Regions from separate parts of the Mus musculus genome. Here region 2 is linked to region 1. The links are chromatin contacts, called in public promoter capture Hi-C maps. All regions are on one chromosome and are shown on one strand. The core of a region is the stretch at or near the end of the contact, and the rest is flanking DNA. Distances in the headings are between cores, read along the strand shown.

The links. Promoter capture Hi-C pulls out the DNA fragments that hold promoters and counts their contacts.
Region 2: a promoter capture Hi-C map of erythroid cells shows a contact between it and region 1, with 20 times the contacts expected there. The contact joins the promoter of Imp3 here to the promoter of Parp6 in region 1. A contact is called at or near these places in 2 of 39 promoter capture datasets (erythroid cells and pre-B cells).

What each region holds. Positions count from the first base shown.
Region 1 is chr9:59,615,407-59,619,246 of GRCm38.p6, reverse strand. It overlaps Parp6 (poly (ADP-ribose) polymerase family, member 6), which reads right to left and starts at 1,963. Exons shown (of 24, transcript NM_001205239.1): 1 at 1,839-1,963; 2 at 540-779. It overlaps Gm51709 (a long non-coding RNA gene), which reads left to right and starts at 2,123. Exons shown (of 3, transcript XR_003948337.1): 1 at 2,123-2,260.
Region 2 is chr9:56,935,561-56,939,040 of GRCm38.p6, reverse strand. It overlaps Imp3 (IMP3, U3 small nucleolar ribonucleoprotein), which reads right to left and starts at 1,541. Exons shown (of 1, transcript NM_133976.2): 1 at 643-1,541. The coding sequence starts at 1,534. The coding sequence ends at 980.

The sequences.
Region 1 (3,840 bases), core at 714-3,213:
CTACACATCTTGTCTCTACTGTTCTCCCCTTTAGGATTCCTTTTTAGATATCCACACTCTGGCCAAAGGTCACCTTGACTGCCCATATAAAATACCCACACTAGCATTCTCGATCCCCCTCCACATTGTTTTCTTCACCACAGCTCTGACCACTCTTACATTTATCTCTCACCAGACTGTAAGCTCTCTCTGTATATGAGTACTTTGTCTTCAGGCACACCAGAAGTGGGCATCAGATCCCATTACAGGTGGTTGTGAGCCACCATGTGGTTGCTGGGAACTGAACTCAGGACCTCTGGTAGAGCAGTCCAGTGGTCCTAACTGCTGAGCCATCTCTCTCACTCCTGACTGTAGCTCTATAAGCAAAGATTTTACTGTTTTCACCATTCTCAGCCTCTATAACACATTTACTGAATTAGTGAATGAGCCCTCAGCTATGTACCTAGGCCAAATAGGAGGTAAGTATAAGAACTTAAATGCTGCTACTAAACTGACAAAAATCACACAAAATGCTTTTTAAAAATCAAGACTTCATTCACCTTCAAGAGCAGCTGAGGTGCCAATTATGAAGTTTGGGACCAGGGTTCTTTTAGATTGAAAACAGTCAAATGCTGCTCTGGACGAAGAGGGAAGCACTACAGTCCAGCCTGGGTTGTCTTGGGGTGAGCAGTAGAATGAGGGCAGCTTAGGCTAGAAGTGCCAACTTTCTCAAGGTCTTTCACTGTAGAAGTCAAGGAAAACTGAGCATCTCCTCAGGGTTTGCTGCTTGGTTTCTGATGCTATTAAAAGGAGGGGGTAAAAAAAATCAGTTTTTCTAAGGAAAAGACAGTTATGAAATGACCAGCTTCTCCAACCAGACTGTTTTAGTAAAAAAAGACTTGAATCCTCAACACTCCATGGCCTTCTCTCAGGAATGGAGAGTAGATTTAAAAGCTGGAGAGTGGGAAAAGGCAGATGGTGGAGCACGGAATTCATTAAAAAAGAAAAAAAAAAAAAAAGAGGGGGCTGAGAGATGACCTAGTTCAAAGTTTTCATGTTACATATTTAATACTCCAACCTAGGGAGGTCACAAAACTTGCATAAGTAACTTGAACGTTTGATAGGGCCAAATCTATCCATTTTTTCATGTAATAACTAGTTCGGGGTGGGGGTGGGGGGCAGATCTGGAACCTTTCAAGAGGAGCTAGATCAAATAGAGACTATTAAGAGTGCCCAGAGAAGTGTGCTGTTAGGCTCAGTGTTTATTCTGGGGGATGGCAGCTCGCATTAACACGCTTGGTCTATTTCTATGAGATCGTGCCAACGGTAAATAAGCCTTCGGACGACCCACAAAGGTCTTTTTCTCTACGTCCATTGGCACTTTTCAGAGTGACCATTTAACGTATACCTAGTCAAGAGACGCCTCTGATCTCAACGTCTACATTCTGGGCTTGACTTCCAGCTCAGTGTGCTAGGAGAAGAAAACTCCACTCCAACGGAAGTGTCAAAAGGACTAGGCTACTAAACAAAGGGCGAAGGAGGGTGCGGAGGGGCGAGACCCGCGGGCCAGCGCTAACCCTAGCCCGGGCGGAGGGAGAAGACCAAGACGCTCGCGAGGACACCTGCGCATGCAGGGCAGGGCCTGAGGCCTCTTCTCCAGGTGTCCCCCAAAGCCCTCAGCTCCGGCCTTCCCCGTTAAGGACCCGTCTGCGGCTCGCCGCCGCCAGCCGCCCAGCCGAGCGAAGCCTGTCAGCATCCCTTACTTGGTCCCTCAGGCAGGGCGGACCTTGCCAGCAGCCCGACCGCCCCGCCCCATCCCCACTCCAGCCTCCCCACACGCCAGCCTAGAGAGTACTCACGGCGACCCCGGGCCGCGCGCGGCCGCCGCGGAGGGGACGAGCGGCCCGGGACGCCCCGCGGGGGCGGAGCGGCAGGCCAAGGGGCGGGGACCGAGGCGGGCGGGTGAGGTCGCGCACCACACGCCTCAGCGTGCGGTCTCGGGCACGCCGGGGCGCTCTGCGCATGCTCAGGCGAAGACACCGCGATCAGGTGTCCTCTTCCGACCAACCGCGGTGCGTGCTGTACCTGGGCGTGTCCCCACCCCAGGGTGCTAGCCAGGGCGCGCGTGCGCAGTGATCCAGAGTTGAAGGCGTGAGGAAGCGAGAGAGTGGCGCTTGCGCTTTGGGGCCCGGAGGGAGCTTGAGAAAGAGGTTCTCCGGACATGCCGAAATATAATGTTTTTCTTTGTCGCCTCGTGTGGTTAGGAGGGTTGCAGAAGAAGGTAATCTAGATTGCCTATATAGAGATACTGAGGTGCCCCTTTGGTGCAGCTTGAAGCCAGACAAAAATAGGAATCAAAAGTTAAAATTCTGAAATCTGACTTGCTCCCATGTTCATTTGCTTCGGTGTACCGACCGCACCCAGGCTTTCTCATCACACAGGGGACTGGGGACATAGCTCACTTGGAAGAGTGTTTGCCTAGCAACCACAAACCCTTAGTTTATGCACAGGTGTGTAAATCCCGTGTCGTGCCTGTAGTCTGTATAATGTTATCTCAGCATTCAGAAAGTTGAAGCACAAAAATCAAGTTAGAAGTCTTTTTGTTTTTTGTGGTTTTTTTGTTTTTGTTTTTGTTTGTTTTGTTTTGTTTTTCGAGACAGGGTTTCTCTGTATAGCCCTGGCTGTCCTGGAATTCACTCTGTAGACCAGGATGGCCTCCAACTCAGAAATCCACCTGCCTATGCCTCCCAAGTGCTGGGATTAAAGGCGTGTGCCCCCATAGAAGTCTTAAGCTACATAGCCAATTCAAGGCCAGCCTGGGATATATGAAACCATCTCAGAAATTAACTAAATGAAACATTTTAGTTGGGATGGAAGAGAAAGCTCAGCAGCCAAGATCAGTGGCTGCACTTGTCAAAGGCCTGGGTTGGGTTCCCAGCACCTACGAGTCAGTTCACAATAATTTGAAACTCCAGTTTCAGGAGATCTACTACCCTCTCTGGCCATCACAGGCACTAGGAACCAATGCGTTGCACGCACATATATGCAGGAAAACACAAACATGCATATGTAAAATTAATCTTAAAAAAAAAAAGTGGGGCTGGAGAGATGACTCAGGGGTTAAGAGCACTGGCTGCTCTTCCAGAGGTTCTGAGTTCAATTCCCAGCAACCACATGGTTGCTCAGAACCATCTATAGTGAAATCTTGGGCCCTCTTCTGGCATGCAGGTGTACATGCAGATACTCATACATTAAAAATAAAAAAAACCCTTAAAAAAAAAAAAGTGTGGGACGGTAGTGGTGCATGCCTTTAATCCCAGCACTTTAAAGGCAGAGGCAGATCTCTGAGATGCTAGTCTGGTCTACAGCACTAGTTCTAGGACACTCAAAGCTACACAAAGAAACAGTCTCAAAAAAAAAGAAGGAAGGAAAGAAGAGAAAATTAAATTATTGCATTCTTGGCTTGAGCCGTTGTGCTTGCCCCCTGGGTTCTAGTTTCTCTCCTTGCTTACTCATGAGTCTCAACTGGATCGAGCCAAGGATCCCCAGGCCGCTGACTGCTAACAGATTTTGGTGTTTTGTTACATTGTAATAACTGAAGAAAACTGAGGGATATACTCCAGTCTCAGAGTGCAATAGTTCACAGTAGTTCAGAACTGGACTTAGGGTCACATAGTCTTCTGAGAGCATGCACTGTGGAAATGTGTTCAACATAAGAAAACACAAAGGTTTTGTTCCCATGAATGAAATGTGGAATGGCAGAATCCCACAACCTCCCAGGATTCCCTCTCTTTAACCCTTTCCCTCTCATGCTCCCGTACTCAATGAATTTTAACTGCTTTATAGATTATTATGCTCTTC
Region 2 (3,480 bases), core at 292-2,791, 2.7 Mb after region 1:
GTATTTGGTCTGGGATAAAACTTGGTGCTCTATTTACCAGTTCTATTGCTTTATGGTTTTCCTTTTGCTTCTGCTGCGTTTTTTTTTTTTTTTTTTTTAAAGTCCTAAATTTCTCTGCATAGCCCTGGTTGTCCTCATGTCGACCAGGCTGGCCTGGAACTCAAAGATCTGCCTGCCTTAACCTCCTAACTGCTGGGATTAAAGGCTGTGCCAGCACTACCTCGCCCTTTTGCTTGTTTTTTTTTTTTGGGGGGGGGGGTGTCCTTAACTCTGAAGCCAGGACCTTGAAGAACATCTGTTTTCAGGAACCTCCTGGGTCCCTTCTAACCACTAGCTGGCCAAACTACAGGGCGATCATTTCCTTAGGCAAGCAAACACTCCAGGACTTTAATATGGTATTTCCTGGGGCTGGAATATCAACAGGAAGTCTTGTGGATAAAAGCTCTGCCAAAACATTCATTCCGAGAAAAGGACTGGTTAAGTGACAAATCTGCCCAGCTTGTACAACATCCTGCAACCTCCACGTGAGGCTCCAAAGCCTCACGCCTTCAACCCTTTTCCTGCCCTTAGGCTCTTCAGCTAGCAAGATAATAGATATGGCTATGTAGGACCCTAGGTAAGAAGAACGACCAGACAAAAATGTGCACTTAAACAACGTCGGTGGGACATTTATTGGCATTAGGAAAGGGTTTCTTTAAACGATATAAATATACTGAACTCAAACTCTCCATCCAGACGGTCCTATTTCAAGATGAAAGCAAAGGGGAAGAGGTAACATTCCTGCTTCTACACCACAAAGTTTAAGGCACAAGAAGCTAGCAATCCCCAGTGCGGTACAAAACTGCTTCCCACTGTCTCTCAAGACACAGTCACTTAATTGTCAGTCCAAATTCTAGGAAAAATTCCCAGTACACCGGGGCAATCCTCCCCATCCCCGGTTCAGTGACCTGTAGCTGAGAAGCCAGGACAAGAAGACTCGCTAGGCATCTAGATCAAAGTCATCGCGCTCCTCATTGTACTCCAACACGTGCCGCTTGATCTTGGATGAGTCCACCCAGGTGACAAAGTCCTCCATGCTGCGAGTGACGAGAAAGGCGGGATCAGTGACCACGTCTGGGCCCACGCGGACATGACCCTGCTCCACAAAAGCCACAGCAGCTTGGAGATGCTGCGCCATGCGTAGCTTGAGGAGCAAAGTAGGCAAGCGGCGGCGGCAGAAGGACGAGGCCGAGACGGAGTCGCAGAGTTCCAGTGAGCCGCGCGTGGGCACCAGGCCCATAGCGTACAGCTTGTCCAACAGCGCCGCCGAGGCGCGCACGCGGAATGGGTCGCGTTCCGGCAGGTCGCGCAGGCGCCGCGCCAGCTCGCGCACCGCTCGGCTCAGCTGGTTGTAGCGCGTGTACTCCTCGCGCCGCTGCAGCCGGTACCGCCGCAGCACACGCAGTTCGTGGAGGTTGTGGTCGGTGACTTCCCAGTTTAGGAAGTCCACCTGTTTCAGCAGCTTCTGCTCGTGGAACTTAAGCTTCCGCACCATGATGGAGAATGCGGGAGAAAGGGAATACGTTGAAAATCTAGCGTAATTTCCGCCTCGACGTAGAAAGACCCCGCCTCTAGATCACTGGACCAATCAAAAGATTGGTTAAAGACACGCCCCCGGTTTTTCATTCGTCCAACTCTGGAACTTCCTGTTTTGAAAGGGGAGCGGGGGAGAAAGAATTGCGGAAGGAGAGCCGTGTCCTGCGAATACACTTTTCCTTGCATGCAGTGCGTATGCAACTAGTCTAGTCCAGTGTTGTGTTTTGTTTTTAAATATTTATTCATTTACGTATTTTGTGTATATGATTGCTCTGTCTTCATACCGGAAGAGAGCTTCAGATCCCCTGTTTGTGGTTTTCCTGGGAATTGAACTCTGGACCTTTGGAAGAGCAGTCAAGTGCTCTTAACCGCTGAGCCATCTTGGCAGCACCTAGTTTACTCTCAGAGTTCTGTCTTTGGTGACTGAAGAGAGTCTGCTCCGTCAATAGCTGTAGATGTCAGTTTCCAGAGAGAGAGGTTACTGCCTTTAAAAGAGTTGTCTCATAGTTTTGGTTGTGAGCCTATTATTTAATGGCTGAGCTATCTCTCCAACTCTGGAAAGATGGCTTAGCAGTTAACAGCACGGCTGCTCTTCCGGAGGTCATGAGTTCAAGTCCCATCGCCCACATAGTGGTTCACAACCATCTATAATGTGATCTGATGCTCTTTTCTGACATGCACATGTACATGCAGCTAAGAGCACTGATACACATAAAACAAATCTTTTTTTTTTAAAGCATACACAACTTTAGAAGAGTGGAATGCTAATAAATAAATAAGAGGATTATCTCTGTCAAAAAACGTGATTAGAACTCTGCAAATGTCTCAGTTCCAGTGGTCCCCAGAGTTGACAAATAGTCCCATCCTGGCCAGCATGAGATCTGTCACTGGACTGGCAGTAGTACCAAACAATCAGGATTGGAAGCATTCCTGCCTCTTATTTTTTTGACACAGTTTCCTTAGGTAGCCCAGGTCAGCCATGAATTCACCACAATATAACCAGATTCAATCCAAAAGGATGAGATTATGAGTGAGCATGTGCCACCATGGCTGTCTTACTTTATTTTATTTTTTGAGACAGAATGTCTCTAGTACTATCTGTCCTGGTAATTTTTATATAGACCAGGCTGTCCTTAAACTCAAAGAGATCCATTTACCTCTGCCTCCAAGTGCTGGAGTTAAAGTGTTACTCAGGTATGTCTGGAGATTGTTTCTGCAATCCTCAGTGACTGATGGTACCCATCAATGATGAGAAATTCAGAGTGTAAGTAGGAGTCCTAACCTTCATCTGTAAGAGGTGAACAGTCTGGTAAACAATTCCTGTCTGAAATCACAGAAGCAGAACGAAGGCCAGAAGAATTTCTACTGAGCCCCTACCTGTTGGGGTAACCTCCTGACACACAAACCATATCAGTTATGAAGGTGTGTCTCTCTACTCTCTATTGCTGTAAGTGAGGCTGGCAGGATATATTGTATTGTCACTTCTACAGCCCACAATGCATGCTTTCTATGTGTCGCTTCCTCATCTACCCCAAAAGATGATTTGCTGAGATTATCACGTTGAAAAGCAAGCTATGAACTTCAGGAGCATGTGAAGGGGTTGGTCCTGCAGATCCAAAGCTGCAGTATCTCCATGGCACCTGGTGTGGTGGTTTGAATATGCTTGGCCCAGGAAGTGGCACTATTAGGAGGTGTGGCTTTGTTGGAGGAAGTGTGTCTCTGTGGGGGGTGGGCTTTGAGAGATCCTCCTCCTAGCTGCCTGGAAGCCAGTCCTCTTTTATTTGCTTTCTGAACAAGATGTAGAACTCTCAGCTCCTCTGTCGCCATGCCTGCCTGGATGCTGTTATGTTTCTGTGATGATGATGGACCGAACTTCAGAACCAGTAAACCAGCTCATATTAAATG